Regions from separate parts of the Drosophila melanogaster genome. Here all the other regions are linked to region 2. A link is a contact called in public Hi-C data. All regions are on one chromosome and are shown on one strand. The core of a region is the stretch at or near the end of the contact, and the rest is flanking DNA. Distances in the headings are between cores, read along the strand shown.

What was found. A called contact is a pair of places that touch in the nucleus more often than the background predicts.
Region 1: a contact with region 2 is called in a Hi-C map of the OSC cell line, with 3 times the contacts expected there. A contact is called at or near these places in 7 of 107 Hi-C or Micro-C datasets (the D17-c3 cell line, the Kc167 cell line, the OSC cell line and 1 more) and 1 of 7 datasets of targeted methods (the Kc167 cell line).
Region 3: a Hi-C map of the Kc167 cell line shows a contact between it and region 2, with 2.6 times the contacts expected there. A contact is called at or near these places in 19 of 107 Hi-C or Micro-C datasets (the Clone 8 cell line, the D17-c3 cell line, the Kc167 cell line and 11 more) and 3 of 7 datasets of targeted methods (the Kc167 cell line and the S2 cell line).

What each region holds. Positions count from the first base shown.
Region 1 is chr3L:5,581,207-5,585,301 of dm6, forward strand. It overlaps l(3)psg2 (lethal (3) persistent salivary gland 2), which reads left to right and starts at 2,463. Exons shown (of 3, transcript NM_139717.3): 1 at 2,463-3,498; 2 at 3,553-4,095. The coding sequence starts at 2,801.
Region 2 is chr3L:5,659,217-5,663,663 of dm6, forward strand. It overlaps Sse (Separase), which reads right to left and starts at 3,031. Exons shown (of 7, transcript NM_079211.3): 1 at 2,866-3,031; 2 at 2,586-2,781; 3 at 2,051-2,522; 4 at 1,634-1,993; 5 at 1,281-1,579; 6 at 898-1,223; 7 at 484-841. The coding sequence starts at 2,938. The coding sequence ends at 663. It overlaps sif (still life), which reads left to right. Exons shown (of 35, transcript NM_001104049.4): 2 at 213-465.
Region 3 is chr3L:5,750,778-5,755,009 of dm6, forward strand. It overlaps DnaJ-1 (DnaJ-like-1), which reads right to left and starts at 1,412. Exons shown (of 1, transcript NM_168128.3): 1 at 1-1,412. The coding sequence starts at 816. It overlaps Usp47 (Ubiquitin specific protease 47), which reads left to right and starts at 2,196. Exons shown (of 12, transcript NM_206279.4): 1 at 2,196-2,457.

The DNA of each region.
Region 1 (4,095 bases), core at 1,213-3,712, 79 kb before region 2:
AATACCATTTATATCTTATAATATTTATACATGAAAATATTATCAAATTAATAGCTTTATATGTTGTAATATATGAATTATTTTGAATATATTTAAATGCTGATAAATGGTTAAGAAAGTACATCTTACTCTAAATCTCTGCTTTAAAAAGTATTGCCTGCTTTTAGGAACCCAAAGGATACTTATGACCTAAAACTTTACATAAATATGCTACATACGATATAAAGAAATAAAATTTATTTCATAATTATATAATTTGTGCATTAGAGTGCATACCGCATCGGCTTGATTTGCCCTAGTTCTGCCCCTCACATATCATTTTTTACTTACATCGCACTCCACTGCAATTATCACATTTTTCGAATGCGGATCCATAAGTTTTCTAGTTCAGCTGCGAATGTCAATGACTCGGCGCTGCTGTAAGCTTTTTGGATTGGAACTGTGGCGGCGTTTACCGCTCTCATTTGTCAACGCCGGCAAACAGCCGCAAGTACAACTAAGTACACACAAAAGTGCCGCCCTCAATGCCCACAGAGCGTTGCGTTTTTTTAACGCTTCTCAGGTATTAAGTGCCGGCCAGATCACGAAAATAAATAAATAAATATGCTCGCGGGGGAAAAATTAGCCACATTTGTAGCCGCACATATTTGGTTTAAATGCTTAATAAATTGAGTTATGGCAGAGGAGGAAGCTATGCAGTCTGTGGGTGTTGGCTACTTAGGAAAGTGATTTAAGAAAGTTTTTGGAAATGGAAAACTGGGTTGCTTTACTCAGAGGAATGCTTAATGCTTAGTTGAAAATGCTATGTGCGTTGGTTTAACATCGAAAACAGCTAGCATTTGTTTCACAACGTATCCTTAAGTTTCTGGACTTGAAGTCTTGTTTCCACATACGCGCAATATGATGTTCCTTATGTTCCGAAGGACAAAGCCACCACCAGCCCAAAGATGCTATGCTCTCCAAGGTTTTCGCACCCAAGTGCCAAATTCGAGATGTCTCGTGGTCGCCAATGTATGGCCCCAGAAAAACCCAAAGTCAAAGCCCTGCTTGAAGAAGTGATGGGATACAATGAGTATTGTACGTATGTTCAACCCAAGCGTTGCTCGGGGACATCCAAGTTGATTTTTCGACGTTCTCAAACAATGGTGGCACTTTTTTGCTTTTTCATTGCGCATCCACTTAGCAGTTGGTGATTTTCAAAATGAGATAACACCTCACATTTTGGGGATCGGCTTTTATATTTGAACCTCAGCTCAGCCGAGCAACGCGACAAAGCTGAGAAGAAAACGATGGAAAATCGTTTGAAACGCAGGAGATTATGCTTGATGATGGGGATAAAAGTGAGGAAGGTTATTGTGGAGCGCCACAAATTAATTTGCACCTTTCGCCTCTGTCGCAGCGCTGCAGCAGCGCTGCAGCAGCGCCGTCGACGTCGGCAGCCGGAGAAAGTTGCACATGCAAATCTAAAAATGAAAGAAAAACTGAGAGCGCTGTCGGCAATTAAAGGCAACTCCGTTGCACTGAGATGAAAATGAAGCATAACTGCAGTGTTAAAGGTTTAGATTAATTACGGACATCCATTTGTTTAAACTCTTGAGGTAAATTGTTGTTATTAATTAAAATGAAATTGAATTAAAATGCATTATACAAAACACTACAATTTTTACGAAAATGATAATTTGTAAATATATATATTATATATATAGAAACATTATCTGATTGGAAAAGTGCAGCAAACTCAAACTCTTTTCATATTTGATGCATCTCAATGTGCCAGAGGGAAACTTTTCCGCCTTTTTCGAATTTCCCTCAATCGGCGGGCAATGGCAATGTCATAATATCAGCGCTTAGGCGCATTTTCTCCGATTCGCTTGACTGTGCGCACATATTGTTCATATATATTTAGTGACTGTGTGTTTAGCGGGCACAACGGTAACCGTATTTGTCATTTATTTGCACTTCGCATTCGAATGAATGCCGCTCGCCAAGAGGAAGCGGAAACAAGTGCAGTCTGCAGCGGTAAAGCGCATTTGGGTGTTTGATTGTGTTTCACACAGTTACGACGACTTTTCGAGCATGTAAAAGACAGTCGTTAAGTAAATAAAAAAAGCTAATGAATTTAAAATCCATTTCAAAATATCGGAGCGTAACGACTTAAATAGTGTGGCAACGCTAACAGAGTGTGCACTCGCTATATGTTAAGGTGGGTGTATTCGCTATTATATCGATAGAACTAGAAGCATTAATAATATCAGTAGTTTTCACACTGGAAAATTTCAGTGCTGTTAAGACGGCGATAGTTAAACAAATATTAATACAAATTGTGCCATGTTGCTGTATAATAAAATGGGGACTTAAAACTATCTTAAAAATGTCTGCAGAGAAATGTCCAAATTTGTATCTTCTTTTTAAGTAAATTTGGTAATAGCGGTCTGGCAGTACTGCCTGCCGATAGATTCAATGTGCCCAGTCTCTGTTCTGCATTGAGTAGTGTTTACTCGCTGCAGAAAAGTTATTGGCTTTGGTTTTTCATAATGGCATAAACATTAAACGGAAACGTACATGATACCGCAAACGCCGAGCTGGTGCACCGCTGCAACCGACGAGGACGTCCGCCCGCGCAGCCCAATCAATATTACCGCTCGGCAGGGGAAAACGCTGCGTGGATACCCAGCAACACCGCGCCGCCATTGAGAGAGCAGAAAAAGAAAAGCGTGTGCGCCCGCAAACAACAAGAAAGAATCATCGAAAAGGGGGACGGAGTGAGGGGCAAACCGATTTGAGGTCGCCGGATGTGAAAATGTCGCAAGCAGCTGGAGGATCTGCCGTCGGAATGGAGCAGCCAGCCACTGGCAAACAGTTGAAGCCCCCGGAGGATCTCCAGGACAATGACACCAACAGTCTGGAACCGGGCGAGGTGGTGACCCCGCCCCATTATCATCCCAGCAGTCCGGCAGTCAAAAAGCACCTGTCCAAAGAGCTGATGATAAGCAAAACATTACGGAAGCTACCAGTTAGCGTTGTGGAACAGGCGCGCAAAGAGAACGGATCTGGCGGGACACCAAATGCCCAAGCCGAGGATGCGGACGATAGCGAAGGCCTCTATTCGGAATCGGACTCCTCGGGGGAGGACCTCAAAAACGTAGAAGATGTGCAGAAGGCGAGGAAGGAAAAGCAGGAGGAGGCTGCAGCTGCTACCCTGCCCCAAGCACCGCCCACGCCGTTCTTGGGCATTAATCCGCTAAGATTCCACATGAGAGCTCCTTGCTTTGAATTTCCACGCATGGGCTTTATGCCCCGAATGAACAGGGGCGGACCAAGGGGCATGCGACCAACATTCTTTGGTCGCCCACCCGCAGCGAATCGCATGGGAGCTCCCATGATGGGTGGGCTACCAACGCAAGGACCTCCGCCGGGAGCGTATGCACCTCAAAATCCACCACCTACAGGTATTAACAGCAATTCAGGTCGTTGCAAGCGACTCCAATCGGATGTGATGTAAGTAAATTCCATATTTATGTAGAAAGTTAGGTTTAATATGATTAATTTTAGTTGGACAGCATTGCAACCGCCAGTGTCCTTTGTCTTTAATCTTGTTTCCGAGTGCTCCAATACAAAGCATGAGAACTGCAGGACTAAAGCGGAAACTACTGACCACAACTCCAAGGAATCAAAACTTCCCAGCGAAACAAAGTCCACTGAACCCTTAATTGAAAACAATCGATCGAGAGAGTTGCCCCAGCACAAAAATTACGTCAGAGGAAAAACAAGTAATCGATCCCATGACAGAACCCAAAATCGAGGAAGAACTAGGGAGAGGTCGAAAGAATCGCACGGAAAGTCCACTGAAAACTCCAAGAACAAGGATGAAGGCAGAGGGAAAGGAAGAGAAAGAGATTTGTTTCGACGGAAAAGTAGAGAAAGATCCCAAGATAAAAATTTAAATAGAGCAAAAAGTATGAATCTATCTAAGGAAAAGGATGAAGTTGGAGGTGAGCCTAGAAATACAGCGAGTGGAAAGTCCCAGGAAAGAGATCAATCCAGAGGTAAAACTAAAGACCGATCTAGGGAGAGAGATCGGACTAGGAATAAAAC
Region 2 (4,447 bases), core at 1,781-4,280:
ATTATTGCACATTCGCCCCGTGGACGAGGGTTTAGCCTAATCCCCACTCGCATTTCAATTATATTGCATTTTTATAAATTCTCAATGTTTCCTTCACTCAATATCTTTCTCTCTGACTGTCGTTTGCACCACACTTTCACTTTTTTACTTTACCTCACCCACATTGCGATTTGTACTCGAATTAATGTTTTTCACTCCCTACTCTTGCACAGGCAAATGTAAGAATGAATCTGTACTCTGTATCTGGCATGATTCCAACTAAGGAAAACGAAAACTCTAACCTAAATCAATTAATCTAAATAGTTCTCAAACGGTTTAAAGTTCCAACAACACAATGTACAAAGTCTAAACATGTTTAAAACTTCTACTTAAAACTAAAAACTTAACCGAAATCAAGGACACTTCAGTTAAAGTGCTAAATCCATAAGGAAACATCACTCAATCTTCCAAATAAACTAAGAAAAGGTAAGTGCCTTGGAATTTCTTCCTAATATATAAATGTTTAGTTTATTTTTACTATTCTGAGTGTTACATTTAGCGTTTAATGCAAACTTTGAGCACCACTTTCCACTTGAATGAAGTAGTTCAATTAAATTAAATTATTGTACACAGTTCCATACGCAAAACTTTGCTTAGGGAGATCGACTCCACGACGAAATGAGCTATAAAGGCAGCTTTTCCACGGCCAAATTCCATGCGGGAAGTCCGCGGCACACGTAAATGCAGCAGTTGTAGATATTCGGCTCCACTTTTCCTTGCTGTACGAGAGATAGGATAGAGCACAGGCTGCCCAGATGGTAGTTGGGTTGATCGTTCATGGTGGGCGTGGTTTCATCTTTTCCTAAATTTAAAAGAATTCCTTAAATATGTAACTTAATAATATAAATAAGACATTACCTTTTATAATGCCATTTTTGAGCCAAGGCACCCGATCAATATGTGTCCACGGAATCACTTTGTTATCCCCCGGGGCCAACCAACGACTCAATATTGTCACCGAAACAGTATCCATATTACCATCCAAGGCGGGCATGAGAGTACCAACTATCGAAGGACACAGAGCTCCATGGTAATAATCATGGGCTCCATACAATGCGCTGTACAGGCCCGTGCCCAACATGCGTGTAGAATCGCAGCCGAATAGAAAAACAACGCTGCGTACCCGAGCCCGGCAAATTATGCGACCATTGACGTACTGCAGCCCAGAACCGTGACCTGCGTATCTAAAATTTAAGGCAAAAGTATTAGAATGCCATTGTTCGCTTGCAATCATATCTTACACAAAGCAATCCGCCTGTAGCGCCTGTTTCACCATCACCTCCTCATTGGGCACGGTTTCAAAAAGATGCTGCCACTGGGAGAGCCAGTACTCAAAAAAGCTACGCAGCCTGCGGCCGGAGTTGACCAAATCCGCATCTGGGTTTATTACACACATGCCACGTTTAATATTTGTTGTGTAGTAGCCATGCTTTATGTTTGATTTGTGATTCTGGAACAAGCGCCATAGGCAATGCAGTGATTTGACGCGGGAGAATTCCTGCACGGTGACTAGTTGTTCCCAATGGAGGTGGTCTAGACGCTACATAAATAATATAGTAGTATGTATTATAGTATAGAAATTCAGATGAACTACCTCATCGACTACCAGGATGATGGGAAATCTTCTGCTCGCCAGGGGCTGACGCTCCTCCACTTCCGCCCAGTCGCTGGCCAAACCCTTAAGCAATTCGTATGCCGACTGGATCTCATTTTCGTTGCTCGACAGCTCATAGCAGATGAGTTTGAGATCTGCGATTTCCAGTCGATTGGCATGCGAGGCCGCTTGGGAAAGTAAAACACGTTGGTGGGTACCCCATTGATTAAGCAGACAGAAATCGTCAACACGAGTATAGGTGGCTTTGATTTGTTTTTGAACAACAGTGCAGTCATATCTTTTGCCAAAGAACAGAAAGGAATATGGAGATATTATGTCCCGAAAGTCGGCAAGTAGTTTCTAGAAGAGGTAAAGTAATGCTAATAAGATACATTGATATTAATGTGTAGTACTTACTTGCTGAAAAGTGTCAAAACCATTCAGCTCCTCCCAATACTTCTGCTTAGCCTCTTTACCTTTCATGTTGAGTGGATCCACGGTTACCACTCGCCTAAATCTTTCCACCAGAGTGCTATACTCTCGAAAGAGATTTGCCGTATTTTCGTTGGAAATTTTCAGGCAAATCGGTCCCAGTTGGGAACTTCTACAGTGTCGGAGCAGAGTGAGATATATTGCTCCATCGCTGGCAATGATCTCATTGAAAACGGAGTAGGTGGTGGCGGGATTAAAGCTCTTGCAGAGCTGGAGGACACACCATTCTTGGGGCAGACTATTGCATTTCTCTGAAATGCGAGTTAGACCCTCTGTAGGATCCTGGACATCATCCAGGAAGTCTAGATACTCTGGTATTTCGTTGATTGGCTTCTTTGGCTGTTTCTCCTGCTCCATTTGCTGGAGGTACTTGATGATGTTCTGCAGAAATTTTTTGCTAAGAATAATGTTGGTAATGTTTGTTTGAGTTTTAAAAGAGTTTAGTTAGTTTATATATCACCTTTTGTAGTCCTTTTTCTCCAGTTTAGTGGCTGATTTGATCAGCTCCTCTGCGGTGGGACGCTGATTTTCCAGTTCCGCCGATTCGGTAAGGTAACGCAGATCGGTGGACTGGAACTGGGCTTTAACCTGGTAGTAAATTGAGTGCTCCACATTGCCATTGCGGTATTCCTCATCGGCGCGCAGTAAATTATATTCTGCAGAAGAAACATGAACATTAACATATTATTGCGAAGATGCAGTGGGAATTTCGAAGTTTCTGGGTCTGCTTATATAGTTACCCTTCGCCTCGGGGCCAACATCTGAACTGGTGAAACCGGCCAGCATCTCAGCCTCGTCACCGGTTTCCAGCATTTCCTATTATTTATTATTTACTTAATTGCTTATTTTCAAACTCGAGTCCGCAAATTGCTTCCTCCTCTTCGGACGATATCGATAGATGCCTTGTAGCCTTTACCAACACTGAGCTATCGATGGGCGATGTGCGATAGGAAACTAGCTCATTTTGTGGTATTTTCTAGTACTTTTTTTGAATTTCGCGGTTATTATTGTGAAAAGCATTGTACTTAATATTAGTCAAATTCGTAAGCTTTAACAAAAATGAAACTTAATTAAAAATATGAATATTAATATTTACTTTTCTGCAAGCAATTCGGGTACGCCATATTACTGTATTAATTACAGATAACTTGTAATTTTTACGATCATAGTTATGTAGTTTTAAAGTAATTAAGAATTTTATAACATCCTATGCCCAATAAACTATAATCGTACGATTTAAGGCATTATAGCTTTTAGTACACCCGTTTTTGTTGTTTTGCTGTCAGCAAAAAGCTTTCCCTCTTGTTGATGTTTGCGGCCGTTCATTCATAAAAACATGAATCGAGATGAAAAGGTGCAAGAGATTGCAGGTTGGCCGGAAAACAGATGTTAGGGTTGCCACGCCACCTAAATAAGGATGAGCAGCGGAAGCTGCGCAGCAACCACACCCTCTCAAAATGGAGCCTTAACATCAATTAAATATTTGTTCAAGTGTTTTAGTGTCTGATTAAAATATATTAGCGCTATTTTCCCATCAAATGCAGTTCATATTCATTTCCGAGGGTCAACCCTTAGCCTTTAAAGCCTTTTAGTTTTTGGCAACCCTAAACCACACCCTCTAGTTGCCCTAAAAACCTTACGCAACAACAAAAGCCAAGTACACACATATGTACATACCGTACATATAGGCGGCCAATTAATGCATATGCGAGCCGAGATACAATATTTTATTTTTTGACTTTTGGTTAACTTTTAAGCTGGCTTTTTTGTTGATTTTTAAATATGTACTTTTTCCAAGACTTTGTGACGTGCGTCTGGAGCTCTGCTGCCGCCTCTGCCGACGTCAGCTGCAAACTGCAGTTTTCTAATGACGTCTTTTGGAGGCAGCAAGAGATAACGGTATTTAACCGATGCGAGTGGGCGGCTCGAGCTTTGATGCCACGCCTATTTCTGAAATACAATTTTCAAGTATTTCTTGCTAATTAAAACGAGTTGTTAACAATATTCAAAATATGCAAAAACATTTGTTAAACCTTTAAAAACTTTGAAGTGCAAGCGGCTAGAGCGAATAATTACCGTTAGAGAAGCTGCAGCTGGTCGCTGTTTTAACTCAACGAAAGCTTCGATAAATATTGAATTGGCGCAGGGGTATAAGGACCTTTGCTCTCTTTGGTTTTGCCTCTGCCGCTACTGCGGCCGCTGCCACTGCCGACAGCGACAGCGACGCGAGCGTCAGCATCCTTTCTACTTATTAATTTTGATGTTGCTTTTCACTTTTACTTTGTCGGGAAACGTGCTGTTCAAGAACTTTTGCCTGGTGGG
Region 3 (4,232 bases), core at 162-2,661, 90 kb after region 2:
GCTGCCCTGCAGCGTGGGCACACTAACCAGTGCTCCGCACAAGGCCTGCTTCAGACTGATCTGGGCTGTATACTTTAGATCGATTCCCTCGCGTTTGAACAGCGAATGCGGTTTGTCGCGAATGATGAAGACGATGTCAGCTGGCGTCTTGTTTGGCGCCGAATCACCCTCTTGGGGGAAGGTAATCTTGGTACCGGCCTTCCAGCCCGGCTTCACTGTGATCCTCAGCACCTTCTCCTCCTTGTACGGCCCATTGCTTCCGGTGGCCATGCGTGAGATTTTCATCTTCTTGATGCATCCCTTGTCCACTTCCTCCAGCGACACGAACAGATCATGCTCGATGGGCGGATCCTGCTGGCGCTTGCGACTGGGTGCCTGGGCATTAAAGGCAAACATATCGTCGCCGCCAATGTTCCAGAAGATCTCGTTGGTATTGCCGCCCTGACCGCCACTAAACATGTTATCGCCGCCGGTAAAGAACGCGCCAAACGGATCCGACGATCCAAAGAACTGGGCAAATGTGGCCCTCGGATCGCCGTGGAACTGGTAAGTGTACGCTCCCGGCTGACCGCCGCCATCTGGTCCCGGCTGTCCGCCCTTCAATCCATCCTCACCGTAATTGTCGAAGATGTCGCGCTTCTTTTTGTCCGACAGCACCTCGTACGCCTCGGCGATCTCCTTGAAGCGCTCCTCCGCCTGTGGGCTCTTGTTCTTGTCGGGATGGTATTTGAGTGCCAGTTTGCGGTAGGCCTTCTTGATCTCATCGTCGCTGGCCTTGCGCTCGAGGCCCAGAATCTTGTAGAAGTCTTTGCCCATCTCTCAGCTGAAAATATAGGGGAAACACAAACGAACGAACGCTATAGATTAGAATGAATACTGATTGCCAGCTTGCTGGGTTGGGGCGATGGAAAGTGCTAGAAGCACAGAACAGCACAGTTGTGCAACTGCCGTGTTGTCACGCGAGTGACGTATGTAGTCACCATCAACGAGAGCTCCGCTCCCGATGTGCTTCTTTCAGCAGATCAAATCGATGCGCCCACATGTGGCAATATGTCCAACGAAGCTTACCTTAAATGTAAGCGATTGTCTGGGAATCCGTAAAAGTTCAAAAATCCAAGTGGAAAAGTGCAAAATGCAATGGCAAAGTGCAATTGTTGGTATTGTTCACTGTGTATTCACACTATTTATATTTTCACGGGGCAATGTTCTTTAAATATTTATGAGTTTTGTCTCTTTCTCGCAATTGATTCAATTCAATTGTTCTTCTTCGCTTTTTTCTTTATCCACCAAATGTGGCTTGCGCACTAAAAACACACCCTACTTCAGAGTTTCTTTCTCTTCAAAATTTTGTTTAATAATGAGCGGGATTCGTGCGTCAACCTCATTTTATAGGTTCGCCCTCGTCTACGTCGAAATTTCTGGATGCTTCTCGGATTTTAGGGTTGTATCTCGAAAACGTTTGACTGCGAATGTCAATATCGATATGCTAACCGATAGCTGTCGATGTTTTAAACACAGTGCACTGTTTTTAAATCGCTCCCCATTTATATATATTTGTGCATGCTTTTGGCGGTGACTCTTCTTTATATGCTTCTTATGCTTTTACGATTATTATTAGCGCTTATTTGATTGCAAATGCCAAGGAAAGCGTGACTGTGATGGCGAAATGCGGAAAGTACTCCTTAAATCTCATATATCGCATAAAACTATCGGTTCTGGAATGTTTCGTGTAAGTCTGCGAAGATAGAGATCGATCTATTTTGAGGATACATTTGTTAATATTATAAGGGATTCTTCTACAGGGGTCAGATTGCTTAAAAACACACAGAAAAATAAACAAAATATTTCTTTGAAATATTGAAATATTTGAAATAGAAAAAACGTATTGACGAGGTAAGCATATTGTAAAAAGATAGGAAGGTGATGGAGAAAGTTGCACTTATATTGTTCAACCAAAGAGCTTATAATCAAAAGATCAATAGATATAAATATCTTTATATGATATAAAATATAATACATATAATATATTATAATATACAATGTATAAATTGCAAGTGTCAAATTGAATTCTTAGTGTAATATTCAAGCCAACGAAAAGTAACTGAAAGTTGAAATAAATAAATTTTTAAACTTTGCCAGTGTGACCGTAAGACCAAGACTTGGGCATTGCCACAGCTGCAATGCGTTTAGTATTTTACAGTCAGCGGCGGGCAGTCACACCGGAACGAGCACGTCTGGTAAAACAGCCGAACGGAACAACAAAAAACAATTGTAAAAATGACCCGTCGAGGCTCGTTTTAAGCGAATTTCTAGCGCAGTCAGGACGCAGGAGCAGCCGAGCAGGCCGGGATTAGGACCGGAGGAGCAGGATCATCGGGAGAGTAGAGCCGAAACCCACACTCACACACAAACGCAGCCGTATACCGCAGTATTTTCATACACACACACACACTTGAGGTGAGTGAGACGGAGGTACACACACATGCACACATACAGAGAGAAGAAAACAAGGCGCCCCACGAATTTTTGCAAAATATGGACGCGCCTTGCTAGGGACTAATTGCCAGCGCGAAGGACAACCATTGGGGCCACTTTTTGGGCCAAACTCCGGCCGACATATGCGTGTCACGTTCCACAGTCGAAGCCTTGACCGATCGCCCCGCCCACCGTTCACCGCCCCATCGCTGGAAGTATTGCGCAAACGAATGTGACCCTTAACCCTTGCCCCCCCCCCCCCTTCCACAAAGAATATCCTTTGGCATGGCGCCTGTTCAAAGGATGTCCCACTGCAGCAATGCAGCATTGTAGCAGCGACGGCAGACCCATAAAAATAGTCATTCATTCCCGCAAATAGAGAGCTGGCACATCGAAGAGAGCATACGGTCGACATTAATAGCACTTTCGCTGTAAACCCAAACATATCGCCTATATTCATTGAGTAATCCGTCTGGGTTCTAGGGACCCAAAAGTTCCCCCCAGTGAAATACCCACCCACTGCATTGTGCGGCGATAATCGTTATCAGTTGCAACTCGTGAGTGGTCATTGATATTCGCAAAAGGCAACTGGACAATGTTTGATTGTTATCAGACCCCTGATTGTAACCCAGTCAATAGCTTACATTACTCCCCATTATCCTGTTATTTGTTTAAAACAAGTGGCTTGGGTACTGTTGCAATCCGTGTATCTGTATTCATGTTCTTATCGCACCCCGAAGTTATAGAAGCTATATAAAAGTATTGTTTTCCTATTGAAGTGTAAGCCAGATAAGTAAACTGTTTCTCATTGTTATAGTACATCACGCCGAGAACTTAACACGTAGCTCGCTTCGCCAAAGATCGGGCGCCAGATCGGGTGGTGTATCTTCGGATCGCAATCGGAATCGGCATCGGCATCCTAAGCGGCCAGTACACGCGTGAACTATGCCGTGCGTTGACGGTGCGGTCTTCTAGTTCGGAAAGATTTCGGCACACTCAGTTCCGACACAGACGGTAAAACTCACCAAAATCCGTTGCATATATAGACCACGGATATATACACACTTATTCACACAACATTGGAAGCTCCAATTAAAGTTGTGCGACGCCTAAGAATAGAAAGCATTTCGTAATGGAGATTTTCTGTTCGAGAATGCATTATATGATCGGGAATCGAGAATCCTACAATTTCCGGCACTCAGCAGTCATATCTCAGACATCTCATGGTTTTTGTAGATCACATAGATTTCGCAGTACCGAAATAGTTCAAAAATAGCACAAATATATGCGAGCATGACTGTTGCCCCTCCCGCCGTCCCCCCATTGGATCGTGTATATGGCATAGATAACTCGCGATATCGGTTTCTGTAATACCCGACCAACACAAACATTGACCAAAAGATCATCGTCATCATGTAAATATTGAGTGGGATGGATGGGGCCAATGTGTTGAAAGTGCCTGACCATTCTGATGTATAGGATAGACGTATTCGAACAGTCTGTGCGCTTCTCTGAATTTCTCAAAAACCTTCGCATTCACAAATAGCCAGATATACGCGTATTCAAGACGCTCCCAAAGCTGTCTTATATCTTGCTCCTCCACTCGCCTGTGTGCTTTTTCCGACCGCTCCGATGTGTCGTTGTGTCGCCGCCGCCAGTTTTTATTTTTAGCAGCATGGGTTTCTTATTTTGATTTTGTGCTGGCCGACGTGTATTAGCATTTTTGGATCCCCATCTCACTCGCTCCCTTGCCGGGC